2 separate regions of the Sus scrofa genome follow, and region 2 is linked to region 1. Evidence: chromatin contacts called from public HiChIP or PLAC-seq data. All regions are on one chromosome and are shown on one strand. The core of a region is the stretch at or near the end of the contact, and the rest is flanking DNA. Distances in the headings are between cores, read along the strand shown. Region 1 has its middle 87 kb from the start of CDCA2. Region 2 overlaps PPP2R2A (protein phosphatase 2 regulatory subunit Balpha).

Region 1 (7,929 bases), core at 2,989-5,488:
ATTCAAATCTTAGATACCAAAACCACTTCATCTTTCTAATCCTATGTTAGGAAATTTCTTATATATTATCCCACTTAATCTCCAGGATGAAACTGTGCCAGTTATGATATTTGAAACAAAATATACTGCTTTATCTTTTGTTCTCCAAGTTAACACATGTTCACTCTGAAAAAAAAATCTGATAAAATATCAGATAAAATATTTTGTCTGATAAAAAGAGACATTTTTAAATCATCCATGATTCCCCTTCCTAAAGTATTTTAACTTTTTGATATGTATAACATATTCTTCTACCATCTTTTTCTATGCATATATAACATATAATCTGTAATATTACAATTTTAAAGCTACTTTTTTTCTGAACAAGATAGAAGTGAAGTTTACTCCATAAAATGAAGTGTAATTTTTTTTCTTCAGCATATTAAGGTTATCTGAAGTTCTGTCAAACACCACATACCATGATATAGTTAGTGGATTCCCTATTATTGATGTAAACCTTTTCTAATTTTTAATTATCATAAATATGCTTTGATCAACATTCTAGTAGCAAATCTTTGCGCAAATCATGATTATTTCAGACAGGTAGAATTTCTGGGTTCTAGCACATGTAGAATTTTAAGGCTTTTCTTCTGTTCTGACAAATATCCCTCTAAATAAGCTATAGCAGTTTGCATGTCCACAAGTGGTATAAAAAAAAAAGTACTAATTTCCCTGCAACACTGCAGGCAATTTATTTTTATCTTTGCTGATTTTTTTGGAAGAAAATGTAACTTTCATTTGTTTAAAATGTACAGTTCTTGACATTTACCAGGGAGGCTAAATATTTTTCATAGGTTTACTGTCCATTTACATTTTCTCCTCTGTAAAGTGATGTTCATTTTTTTGTCTCTTTTCTGTTCTTCTTTTTCTTATTGATTTCTAAATGCTTTATTATTAAATATCCCATAAACACCATAAATATCTTATCCATAAGTACCAAAACTGTCTCCCAGTTTGCCTTTTAATACTATTTAGTATTTGATATAACTAAGTTTTCATGATAAATTTTTATGGAGTCACGTTATTTCATATTTTTCTTTATAGTTTTTATATTTTCATTCATCGTTAGAAAGGCTTTCCAAGACTGGTATTTTTTAATTACTTCATTATCTTTTAGAACTGTAGAGTTTTCACATTGAAATCTTTACTTTGGCTGTCGTCTGAAGCAGACATCTACCTTTATTAAATGGCCAGCCATTATTAGATAATCTCTTCTCTTCCTGCAGAGTTGAAATGACAGTCTTATCACATAAAAATTTCTGTTATTTTGAGTTTACCTCTGTTCCATTTGTTGACTAACCCAGAGTAACGCTCATCATTCTTGTGTCCTGCCTTTTCTGCATATCCTACTCTACCACTGGGAAACTGATCCCTTTTCTACACAAAATGAAGACTAGGCATCTGTTTTTAGATTTCCTTGAAAAGCAAAGAGTGAAAATAATGATTAGCCACGGACAGTTTTAAATCAAAGAGTGTCATTCAAAGGAAATCATTGCTAAAGTAATGGGCTTTCCTCCTAGTGTTTTTGTTACTCTTAGCCATTAGCAACTGAAAGAGAAAGAAAGAAAAAAAAAAAAAAAAAAGTCCTGTTAAAACACTTGTCTCTCCCTTTATTAACCCTTGAATTACTTGGAGATCCAGTTAAAGGAAGGTGGGAATTGACCAGAATGGCAGTGCTATACAATCCAAGTATATTGAGCAGAAAGCAGTGACCCATCCACATGGCCATTTCTGTCCGCTGCTGCTCCTTTAACATGGTAGAGTAAGAATCCACTTACAATATTGGGTAGTGTAAATAGGCCTTTGACCCTGCACCAAAGACCTCTATCATTCACCGTTGTGAATCTGTTTCTGGTCAGCTCAGTGGGCCCAAGCGCAGCCCTAATGAGGCTGAGGTCATGGGTTCAATACCAGTGTGGTCTAATTACCAGTAAGTCAACTGTTTCAGGTTCTCTGCTTGTACTTCTAAACCAAGCCAGCCATCTTTGCATATGCCCAGGTTTGGTCGCACAGGCAACAAGGTGACAAAGCAGAGATAAATCAGTACAAATCTCCCACCATACTGGGATGTTGCACTCAATGCCTCACTGTTGGCAGGTCAGTAGCAGGGTTCTGAGTATGAGCAACAGGAGCACATTTTTCTATTGGCAAGCCGGCAATCAGTAATTTGCATCTACTCCCCCCATCCTGCAGAGAGGCTGCCAGACTCCCCTCTCAAAGGACCTATTACTTATTATTCTAATTTAGAGGATCCAGTTTGTGGAGGTAGAGGGTGTCCCATTCTTTAACTGGAATATTTGCAGTAACCATCCAGGCCCGGGGTGGGGGGAACTCATTCGAAAACTAAATGAAGATAGAACCTTTCTTTTTAATTTAATCACAAAGTAAATAAAATATGTTAAAGATAAATTGGAAAACAAACAAGGAAAGAAGACATCCATTCTCACCAACGGGAACTTTAGACCCATTATTTTACTTTTTCGCCCCCATTTAATGCATTGCACAAATAACATTTTACAGGAGGTACGAACATTTTTCGAGAACATGGAAATCACCTACCATCTGTTAACACAGTGACTTTTCAATTTTCCCTAGATCCTCAGTCCTCACCCACAGAGGCACGGTGTTTTGAGCAATTCGTCATAAATGCTGAATTTCAAAGACACAGACCCACCAGCCCCCCACAAAAGGCCCCATCATTTAAATCTTCCAGGAAACAGAAGATGCCTCAATAGTCTCAATACCACTTATACTCCACACACTAAAGAGGTTTCTAGTCACAAGTACGCAGGACAATATCATTTGGAAAACATCAAGATGGGGGGGGGAAGTCCTCCTACCTAATACGAATGCAGCAGAATGGGCTCTTCCCTCTAGACGGACTGTCATTTCTCATGGCAACACTTTGCGAAAAGCCAGCCATATATCGTAGCCCCTAAGTATGAAACCATGGGTCCCTCTAACCACACAAAACAGCTGTGCCCTCAGAGGAAAGGTCATCTGCTGCAGTCGTGTTTCTTTTTACTTTTAAAGAAATGTCAGACCGTGTTTTATGCGGTCCTTCTGACAGGGTGCTGTTTATTGTATCACCAAGCTGCCAGAACTTCAGGAACGAGGAAACTGCCATTATTTGGAGAGTATATATCTTTTTGACTTGCAGGAAAGATGAAAATTAAGAACGGCCCTGTTTTGGAGCAGGTCGAAGTATTCTTTGACAGTCTCCTACAATATTTCAAACATCTTCCTCGGACCCATAAAACCTGCCGCTCACTGCCCTTGGCCGGGCTGAAGCTGTGGCGGAGGAGTTAGGACGTTTATCGCAAGTGGGGTGTGAATGCTGCCACTTGGCAGAAGTTCCTGACCAAGAACTTTCAACCCACTCGCTTGGTGCCCCCAAGGACCACAAAATGTAGCTAAGGAAATCATGCAACATTAGGAAATGATCACGATGGCTAATGCGGATCCAGTGCCAGATTCTGTGCTAAGCCTTCTACACCCATGACCTCAATTTGTCCTCACGTCTCTGTGAGGACACAGTGAGAAACCTATGACACAGATAAGAAAACTAAGATAGGAAGTAATGGAGCAACTTGCCTCAAGGTCACACTACGGCAAAGCCCCAAATGCCAGGATTCAAATCCAGGTCTTGTCACTCTGAGCCACCCCTGTAGTGAAATGGGCTGATCACAGGAAGTTTCCCAGACAGTGAGGTCCCAGCAAATAAGAAGGATCATCTTTGCAGCACATACATGTTCCTAGTCCGATCTAAACTGGATCTGAGCAAATAAGCTCCCTCCACGTGGTAGCAACTGTTTGACAGCTTGCACTTGAAATCAGATCTCCGTGACCTCCAACTCTTATGCCAAAGTTCTTGACCTGGAGAGTTTTCCAGAGATGAGAAATAAAGGGAACGGGAAACATTTTCAAAAACCCGCTCCAGGTCTTAATTATCTCCGGGATCAATGGGGGAGGAGCTGCGGTAAAGTCACCTGAGAGTTCTGTTTAAAATACCCGTCCAATTCTGTTTCCATGTGTTTTTTGGCCCTGGTGTAGGTGAAATTTTAGGAATGCCAGGCTGCTTCAGAAATCAGTTTGGATCTGCATCAAGCTTATGCGGGGCAAGCAGTTACTAAACTAAGCGTAACCTGAGTACGTTAGCCGACCTTGGCTGGGGTCACCCGCTGGCTGTGGCATTGTTCAGTCTCTGCCAGGTCCCTGCCAATTAGAAATCTCTGTGGAGATGGGGAAACCACCAAGTTCAGCCTGAGTAGGTGAAACAGACAGGAGATTTTCTTCTTCTTAAAGTCACAGGGGAGGCTGACAGCTCACATACAGATTGACTCTCTCTCCTCCCCTCCCCCCAGCTTGCTCCCACTCCACGTTCCCCTCCCTTGCTCTCCTTGGGGGGCGGGGGTGGTTAGGAGAGGGGCAGGCAGAGAGCCCACGGTGGAAATCGAGGGATAGGTGGGCTGGCTTCTAGCCCCTGCTCTGACACTCACTAGCTTTGTAACTCTAGCCAAGTCACTTAACCTATGTCTTTCGACCTTCGTTGCTTCATTTTTTTTCAGCAGATTTGTATTAAATGGCAAATGAAATGTCCATATTTCACTGGTGACATGAGGAGTTAGGCTAAATGGACCCTCTCGAGTTTTAAAACGCTGTGACTCGATCCCTCTTACGTGATGCTCCTTTTTTTTAGTTCCTTCCTTCCCTCTCTGGAAGCTGCATTCCAGCCCATCTCTAAGTCTCTCTCCGACTTGGAGGCAGAGAAATAAAGACAGAGAGGAGTGAAATTCGGAGGTGTATGGAATCTTTTTTCCTTTCTTCCTTCCTTCCTTTCTTTCTTTCCTTCCTTCCTCCCTCCTTCCCTCCCTTCTTTCCTTTCTTCCCTCCTAACCCCATGGTACCTTTCTTTGATTTGTCAGGAAAATGTTTCAGGGACTAAGGAGCCCACTCTTCATTCATTGCCTCATTCAAGCAAACATTTTGAGTGTCTGTAATTGCCAGTATTAGGCATGATCATTACTGCGATCCCCAGTGAGATCTGGGAAATATTTACTCACATTCATTGGCAAACTGTGGTTCCTTGGGGAACAAAGGAACTGATGTGCATTGTAATCACTCGCCTCTACAGGAGTGTCTAAACCAAGCACCTGGACTACCTTAGAAATGACAGCCTCAGGAGTCCACTGCCACAAAACCCTCCGGATAAGGACAGTCAGTAAGTGCCAGCTCTGCGGAGTGCAGCCAGCCTTGCTGCTTGAGAAGAACCTCAAAGGGCTTGAGCAATAGCTAGACCAGCAGTATTTCAGAGAACTTTCACGATCAGGGAAATAGTCTATATCTGCATTGCCTGGAATGCAAACCGCTAGCCACGTGGCTGTTGAGCACTTGGAATATCACCAGTGTCACTAAGGAACTGGATTTTAAATTTTATTCTATTTTAATCACTGCAATTTAGCTAGTCACATGTGACTAGTGGCGAGGTGACCACTCGGGGCAGCCCAGATACAGAACATTAGACACTCCTATGAAAGGACACAGGTCTCCTAGACAGGCTAGAGCAGATTGTGTAAAATGGAAGTCAGATAATATTGTATAAGACGACGAGGAGATCAAAAGTAATCCGATCCTGAATCGTGGGATTGTTAAGAGGGAAAGAGCCAAAACAAGAAGGAGGGATCTTACTCTTAAACAGTTTCCAATGTCCTTTCACATAGTACCTCTCAAGAACTTCATTGGATAGATGAATGCTTCTGGTTAGGCTTTTTTGGTTATTATAAAGAATGGAGACCCACCCCATCAGCTGAAGCAAACAATGGCAATTGTTGTAGAAAAGCTATGCTTGTTCTACACAGGGATTAGGCTCTTTCAGACTTACAAAATCAGGAGCAGAGCTAAGTTTCATGATAATTGGGTGGCTCTGGAATAAATTTCAATCGTCATGGAAAAAAACAACAGCATGATGCTAGACACTCGTGAATACTGTATAAGCATTTTTCTGGGTGATAGCTCTGATAAGTGCCGATAATAACCACAAAAAATAAGGTTTTTAAAGGGTATATCAAGAACAAGAGGATAAAGAAATCTTCATGTTTGTTGGGACAGAGGTTGATATAAATTGATCAAGGATAGAAGTAGAATTACTGGGGTCCAGTTTCTTTTTTCCCTCCCAGATTATTTCAAGGAGATTGATCTTCGTATTAAAAGAGGTAGCGGAAACATTGTATGTAAGAGGGAAACCAGAGCTGGTGACAACACACCTCATTGCTCTCAGCAAGTTCAGGTTTTCAGATCTGCACAAATTATACCACCGGGGTCTTGTAGACATAATGCAACCTGAAATGCTCTCACTACTTTCTGAACAACTGTGAGGAATGTAAGAAGTCTCAGGAAGCTGGAGAGGATTGAATGTGTTCGCAATTTTCAAGAAAGGGTAGAAAAAAGATTCTGTAAACTCGAGACTAGTGGGCTTGATGATAATCTCTAGAACAGTTTCAAGGTGGGTTTTAAAGGGAATGCTTTGTGGACATACTTCGAAAGGAGAGCAGTGCTCCCCAAGAGTCAGTATGAGTTTATGCAGAATAAATCATGCCAGTCTAACCTTTATTCTGCTTTTGGCACTGGGAATTGCAAGACACGTAATACATCAGACTTCGGCAGGGCCTTTGACAGGGCCTCTCATTAGATCCTTATGGACAAGATTAAGAAATGTGAGCTAAATACTGGTATCTTTAGATTAATAAGCACTTGGATGGTTATCCTCACAGAGTTGTGATTAATAGACGGCTGTCACCTGAAGGGAGGTTTTTACACTGGGTCAGAGAACTATGTGTCCTTGGCCGGCTCTGCTGCACATTTGCATGACTTAGATGAGGACAGTGATGGTATGTTTATTAAATCAGCAGATGACAGGAAACGAGGAGGGATAGATAACAGATTCCATGCCTCAAACCTCTCAGGCTAAGACAATGGGCCAACTCCAATAAATTTCCAATGTGAGGACCTGCCCTAGTTCACATTGACAAACTCCGCACCCCTCTCCCCAGCTTCTTGAAAGACCAGAAGGGGTGAAGCCAGGAGAACCGTGCCTGAGTGATGAAAAACTCAGCTTCTACCAATTTCCATGATTAGACCACCAGAAACAAGTTGCCTTCCCGTCTCTTGGTCTGTTTTGTTTTGTGGTCAGTAAAACAGGCAGGACGTCTCTTATCTCCTTCCCTGACTCTTGTCAGGACTAACCCCTGGAAGGACTCCTCAGTGCCTTGTCCTGGCACCTTGCTCTCCAGGAAGAAATTTCCAAGGTTCAGCGACAATCACCACCCCCTGCGCTTTGCTCCCCCTCCTGGTGACGAGCTCACCTCACCACAAGCCGGGTCTTGGGACTCACCTCATGACGGGCTTCTGTCCACAGTGACCATCCTGGGCTTGTTGTGCAAAGTTTCCCTGTTCTCTGTTCGGTAGGCTCTGCCTGATCTCTGATGTCACCTCAGAGCCCCAGCCCACCCTGCTTTGTCCCTTAACTCTTTGGGACTAAAGGCCACCGTGACATGAGAGATGATCGAAGCTGGTTGTGTTCAAAAACCAGTTACACAAGGGGCAGCAGTAGTTTGATTATGAACCCAGAAGCCAGGATGATTCTAAGCTCTGTTACCAGAGATAAGGAGTCCAGCATAAGAAGTGGCAGCCTCCTTCCCCTTGGTGCAGACGAGACCATGACGGATACCAGACGGAGCCACGTTAACAACTGGAAACTTCCTCGGAGAATAGCAGCAGAGTTAAGAGGCTTGAAATTGACTAAATAAAACAAAAGTTGAGATGCTTAGTTTCGAAAAGACCATGATAGACACCCACAGATTTTAGGTCTGGCATGTGAAAAGGGATTGGCAT
Region 2 (6,968 bases), core at 63-2,562, 660 kb before region 1:
GTGGACTTAGTGAACTGCAGAGACTGGACCCTTCCTTACCAAGTATAGGATTTTCCCTTAGTGGGGAGGGATGTTTAGTGATCATGACAGCACTGTTTCCACATGAACTAAGCACACTGAGCAAATGTGAAGAAAAAGGAACACAATCCCATGTCCTCACATTGTGCCACTCGAACAAGAAAGCATCAGTGTCAAAGAAGGCTATTTTATTTGTTTTAAAAACTCTCTTATAATCATAGAGAATCATGACACCTTCCAGAATGCTTCTATTTGGGTTTTCCTTGCACAGCTTTTTGCACCTGCCTTTTTTTCTTAGCTTGCTGTTATCACTAAGAGAGAATCTATTTTCTTAATCACACAATATAGTTATAAGAAATTTTCTATAGTATATTTAGAAGCACTTCATCCCAATACCTATAATGGTGCCTGGCATATTAACAGGCATTCAATAAAAATTTTCTAAATGAACAAAAATAATAGCAAAAAGAATAAATAAAAACTGGTGTTAGTATGGTTAAGGGAGGCTGGAGTTAACCTGGTGAGAGGAGTTTGGTGCAAAAGTTAGGAAGAATGGGTTAGACAGATGCTCACACAGCAAGACAGAAGGTTCTTGAAAGCATATCTCTTAGTGAAAAAAGTAGGGCATGGAATGAGATGCACAGTATTTTTCACATACATTAAAAAACACAGTCCAGGAGTTCCCACTGTGGCTCAGTGGTAACAAACCCGACTAGCATCCCATTCTCACACAGGTTCTATCCCTGGCCTTGCTCAGTGGGTTAAGGAACTGGCGTTGCTATGAGCTGTAGTGTAGGTCACAGATTTGGCTCAGATCTGGTGTTGTTGTGGCTGTGGTGTAGGCTGGCAGCTTGGGAATTTCCATATGCCTTGGGTGTGGATCTAAAAGGACCTCCCTCAAAAAAACAAACAAAAAAAAGCCAAAAGGCCAAAACACAGTCCACAAAAACAAAATTACATATTTCAACAGAGACACACAGAATCCATAAATATATAAAGGATACTATATATCATGACCAAATTTTAAAGCAAAGTAATGAAGACAGTGTGGTATCTGCATTAAGAGTTGACACATATACCTGTGGAATAGAATAGATGGCTCAGAAACAGGCCTGAATTAAGACAAAAGGTGGCACTGCTGAGGCAGGACAGTCTTTTCATTCAAAGCTTTTGCTCAATTGGCTATTCATATGCAATAAAATAAACCTTGACCTTTACTACACCTCAAGCCACTCATATAAACTGATTCCAGGTGAATCAGAAATAGAAGTGTGAATGTTTATACTACAACACTGTCCAAGAGGACCTTCTGGAAATAGTCTGTATCTGTGCTGTCCAATATGGCAATCACTATCATGTGTGGTCACTGAACACCTGAACTGTAATTACTGTGACTAAGGAAGTGAACTTTAAATCTTATTTAATTTTAATTAATTATATAAAATTTAAATAGCCACAGAGAACTGTTAACTAGAGAGCACAGATCTACAAGATAATAGGAATATATATCTTCCTGGACTTTTGGGGTAGAGAAGTATTTTTTATACAGGACAGATAAAGCATAAGCCAAGAGAAAACCGTGATACAACTGAATTATATTAACTTCCTATTTGCCAAAATACACTATTCAGAAAAATGAAAAGGCAAGTCATAAAATGGAAGATACTTCCAATAACATAACTGACAAGGGTTCACATTCAAAAAGTGTAAAGCTTACAAATCAGGAAGGAATATCACAAATAACTGAGCAGAAAATACATGCAAGAGATTTTTAGTAGGCACTTCACCAAAGATGATATCTAAATGGCCAAACACATAAAAACATGCTGAACCTCAGTGTTAATCAAGAAAGTACAAATTAAAATCACAATAAGATACACTTATAACCTCGAAGATGTTTAAATTTTAAAAGGACTGACAACACAAAGCACTGGCAAAGGTGTCAAACAGCCTGAATTTTCGTATGTCCATGAGAACAAAATTGGTAGGATGATTTTTTTTTTTAATGTGTTGTCTACTAAAACTAAATGCCTACCCCCATGGCATGATAATTTCATGAGAACAACATGCACCAAAAAACATGACAAGCAGCATTATTAATAGCCCTGAAACAACCAAATACCTCCAGAATGGATAAATTGTGGTATAGTATTTCAAAACAACATTATATAGCAGTGAAAGTGAGCAAATATTTATACAAACATAAACTGGGCAAAAAGGCCAGACACAGACTACTAACTGTATGATTCCATTTATAAAAAGTTCTAAAACTACAGGCCAAACCATGTGTTAGAAGACAGGCTTATAAGGGGAGGAAGGAGAAAGAAGTGATGGGGAGGAGGAATGAGAAGGGTTGATTTAAGAGTGGGAAGTTCTATTTTTTGACCGATGTGTCTGCTGTGCGATATGGCACTAGTGTTTTTGTGCACTTTTCTGTGTCTATTTCAGTAAAGTTAAAAAAAAAAATACAGCATACAAACTGCTTTGAAAACAGTATAGGGGTTCCTTAAAAAAAAAAATTGCCATATGATCCAGCATCTGGGCATATATCCAAAAGAACGGAAAACAGGATCTCAAAGAGATGGTTCACAACAGCTAAGAGATAGAAGAAATCTAAATATCCACTGACTGATAAACGAATAAAGAAAATGTGGTATGTCTATGGCACGCACATGTGCATGCACACAAAAAGCAATACTTTTCAGCCTTAAAAAAGGAACTCCTGTCATGCTACATGAATGAACTTTGAGAGTATTATGCTGAGTGATATAAGGCAATCACAGAATGATAAATACTGCATAATTCTGCTTACATGGGGCATCTATAAAGTAGTCAACCTCACAGAAACAGAAAATAGAATTGTGATTGGCAGGAACTGGAGGGAGGAAGAAGGCAGGAAGTTGCCATTCAGTGGGTATAGAGTTTGAGCTATGCAGGATTGGGAGGTTCTGCTGCACAACATTGTGTATGTGGCTGGCAGAACTGTACTGTACACATGGAAATTGTTGGAAGGCTGAGTGAATGTTATGTGATATTTTGCCACAATTAAATAACAGCATGGAGTTCCCGTCGTGGCACAGTGGTTAACGAATCCAACTAGGAACCATGAGGCTGCGGGTTTGATCCCTGGCCTTGCTCAGTGGGTTAAGGATTTGGCATTGCCATGAGCTGTGGTGTAGGTCGCAGACACGGCTTGGATCCCTGTGTTGCTGTGGCTCTGGCGTAGGCCGGTGGCTACAGCTCCAATTAGACCCCTAGCCTGGGAACCTCCACATGCTGTGGGTGCAGCCCTAGAAAAGGCAAAGACAAAAAAATAAAATAAAATAACAGCAGTACATAAAACCAAAATACAAATTACAACACATTCAAATGGTGATCTATGAAGGGAGAGGTGAATGGGAACACATTATACAAATAAAGTTAATGCATATGGGACTATACACCTACATGAATGTGTTTATTTACTTAAGGAGAGGGCCACACCATGACCTATAATGGTAGTATGTGTCATGAATTCAATCATGCCCTGAGGCTCAAACAAATCAAAACAATATATAAAACAACAGTAAAATCCAAAAAAGAAGCCAAACTCTCTACCTGGTGTTAGATTTAAAAAAAAAAAAAAAAAAAGGAAGGAAGGAAGGAATGGTGGTTCTTACTAATTTTGCCTGTTTTTACCTTACAGGTTCATAAAATATAACAATCCTCTGGACCTCGATTTCCTCATCTGTTAAATAGAATTTATCCTCTCTACATCTGGAGTGACAAGACAGTTCTGAGAATTAAATGAGACAGTGAGTAATGTTCAAATATTAGTTTTCCTTCCAAACAGAGACCAAGCCCAATCAATCCACATTATGCCATTTAGGGCCAATGTAAGGAATCTAAATATATGATGACCTGGAATTCAAAGAGCTAAATTTTAGCTTCTCAAGTTAGGAAACCTACAACAACCTCTATTCTCATCAAGTATTTACTCTGAAAGAGCATAAAGAGGTATCTAAGAAAGAACTCTATTTCAATAAATTTCAAAGCCAATCCATACAACTCAATGGCAATATGGAAGAAACATGAAAGATTAACTCAACATCCTTAAAGAACTGAAAAAATAAAATACAATGAAGATTAGATACAACTCTATAAAAGTATGTTCAGTCTGATAAAAGTGCATTTTTAAAATCAGCGTGAAGTCACTTATGATGAAATATGATAGAGGATAATGTGAGAAAAAGAATGTATATATACGTTGGACTGGGTCACTTTGATGTACAGTAGAAATTGATAGAACACTAAACCAACTATAATGGAAAAAAATTAAAATCATTATAAGAAAATAAAATCAATGTGAAAAGATTTTCATACATAATGTCGTTAATAATCTGCCTGGCAATTTGGGAGTGGATGGAGAAGGTCTTTAAATCATACACCGCATTACAATTAGGGTAACAAATTCCAACTAGATAGTGAATTTAAATGGGAACAAGTGAAATATGGGTACATGTTTACATAATTTGGAGGCAGGAAATCAACAACAACAAAGTAAACAAAACTTAAAAGCAGCCAGTTTATAAAGATGAAAAACATACTGTCTCGTGAGAAAAAAAACTGATGCCCCTCACAATATCCAGTCTCTACAAATCAATTAATAAATATACCAATAGAAAAACAAGGCACAGAGCAAGAATTTTAATTACTGTGGGTATTGAGAGGTAAACTAGAACTCAGTAAAATAATACCCTTTTAACTATCAATGTGTTGCTTTTATTTTTTTCCCCTATATTTAGAAGTGAAGAATAGGGAAGTCTCAAAATTTTTCATATTTCAATTTGGTTGAAGTATAAATGTTAAATTTTTCTAGAAGGGATTTGGCCGGTGTAAGACTTTAAAATGTTCACACTGTCTCTGACTCAGTTACTTTATTTCTAGGAAGTAAGGAAATAGATGCTTCAAAGATTCAACTACAAGAATGTTTCACTGTGTTACTGATGATACCGTGGGGAGGACATATAGCAAGAAATAAACAATCTAAGCATCTAACAGTTGAGACTACATTAAGTGAACTTCAGTATATCTCTGTGATAAATGCCCCGTAATCATTCATGATGATTATTTAGAATGTTTAATACATTAAAGGTCTTCACATACAGTACACCTGAGGGGAAAAACCATATAACCATAAACACATTAAACTCTCATTTTAGAAAGATGGATCTGTGATATACATCAAATATTTGTTTTTGTTTGGTGAATTTACAGGCGGCATTCTTAACCTCTTGTCCTATGTCCTATTTCCTAAACTGTCTACAACTAACATAACTTTTTAATTAAGAAGGGGAAATTACTTACAATAAGAATACAATAGAGAAGTGTTTTATGTGTGAGTTTGGAAAGAAGATGGCACAGAGAAGAGAAAGTAAGCAAATTCTAAAATTACTGGGTATTACCTGTCATAGATTTGGATCTGCTTTTTGTTGCTGGGGTGGAATGTTTTTGGACAATGTAAGAAATAAGTTTAATCCAAATTTCCAGGCAACAGGTAAAATGAGAAAATTTTACTTTAATATGTCAAACACATCCTTTAAAGATCTAATTTCTGGCCTTAGGAAAAATAATATTTAAAGGAATCTTATCCTGTCTAACAGTTGTTTATCAACACTCATACTGATATACTCAGTAACCATCAAGGGTACTTTAAGTGCTAATCCACTTCTGGAAAACACTCTAATGAGTTGGAACCTCAAAAGATTAGTAGGTAACTGATAAGTGTTGATGGCTGGTTGGATGGAAATCTAGACAACAGATGGCTGAACAAGACAGGTGGCAACACAAATTCATGAATAAACACAAATGAGGACTAGAACTCGGATCTTTAAATGCTCAGTCTTTCAAACTCACTTTTCCCTCCCTGATACAGAGAAGAAATCATTTGTTGATGACTACTATTAAAAAGTCTAAGGATTGGAGTTCCCTTATGGCTCAGTGGGTTAAGAATCCGACATTGTCAGTATTGGGTTACAGCTGTGGCATCAGTTTAAACCCAGGCCTGAAAACTTAAGCATGCCACAGGTGCAGCCCCCCCCCCAAAAGTCTGTTAGGTTGGGATAAGAGGGCATTAATGACAAGAGGATAGAGAGGGATTCTGGAGTGCCAGAATATCCCATTTCTTAACCCGGGGGGTGGTTACACAAAGTATATTTGTTGTGAAAATTCGTGGAACTTTAACTATACACTTATGATTCTACATATCTTGGGAAAACATATCTTTAGGTAATAGCAACTTGAAGCTATATTTTGGAGTTTGTATTGCTCTCCTGGCATTGGAACGCACTCAGTCTTAATTTGACACTTTTTATCTGGTGAAGTCCTGAAAAGACTTTGAAAGAAAAAAAAAAAAAGTAAAGTGATGGAGGCTTAGGCCTCCAGTGTTCTGATTTAGTTGTTTTGAGGTGCAATCTAGGAATGTGAATTTTAACATTTTGGTTAAAATCTGTATGCAATTAGGCACATGTTTAGGTAACCCTAACAGTTAGAAGTCTGAAAGCACAACTTTAGATCAAAAACTAAATGAAAAATAAAAACAGTTGAGCCCTGGTGGCTTAGAAAAGGAACCTTATTTTACAGATACTATGATCTGGAAGAAACCATAGTGGTATTTTCTTGAACTTCTTGTACTCTTACCACACTGCCCCTGACAGATGGGCATCTGACTCTTGTGTATTTATTTTCATACACAAAATAAATTAATCTCTTTCTCCACATGAACCCCAAGTACAAGATTCTTCATAGTCTCTTCTGGCTATACCCTTCAACTATTTCTCAGCAGCGCACGCGTGCATGTCCTTTTAGGGCCAGACCTGCAGCATATGGAAGTTTCCTGGCTAGGGGTCAAATCAGAGTTGCAGCTGCTGGCCTACACCACAGCCACAGCAATGCGATATCCAAGCCGCACA

Evidence for each region. HiChIP or PLAC-seq counts read pairs in DNA pulled down with a chosen protein or histone mark.
Region 2: a contact with region 1 is called in an H3K27ac HiChIP or PLAC-seq map of skeletal muscle, with 5 times the contacts expected there. The contact joins two enhancer-like sites.

What each region holds. Positions count from the first base shown.
Region 1 is chr14:9,600,415-9,608,343 of Sscrofa11.1, reverse strand. No RefSeq gene overlaps it. Among named protein-coding and RNA genes, the nearest start is that of CDCA2, 87 kb to the right of the region's middle. Within about 2 kb of position 4,238, at least 4 of the 83 cell types and tissues checked have an H3K27ac peak or open chromatin away from gene starts, as enhancers often do. A contact at or near this core is called in skeletal muscle, where this site is marked.
Region 2 is chr14:10,253,670-10,260,637 of Sscrofa11.1, reverse strand. All of the region lies in intron 3 of PPP2R2A (protein phosphatase 2 regulatory subunit Balpha), which reads right to left. Among named protein-coding and RNA genes, the nearest start is that of BNIP3L, 62 kb to the left of the region's middle. Within about 2 kb of position 1,312, at least 1 of the 83 cell types and tissues checked has an H3K27ac peak or open chromatin away from gene starts, as enhancers often do. A contact at or near this core is called in skeletal muscle, where this site is marked.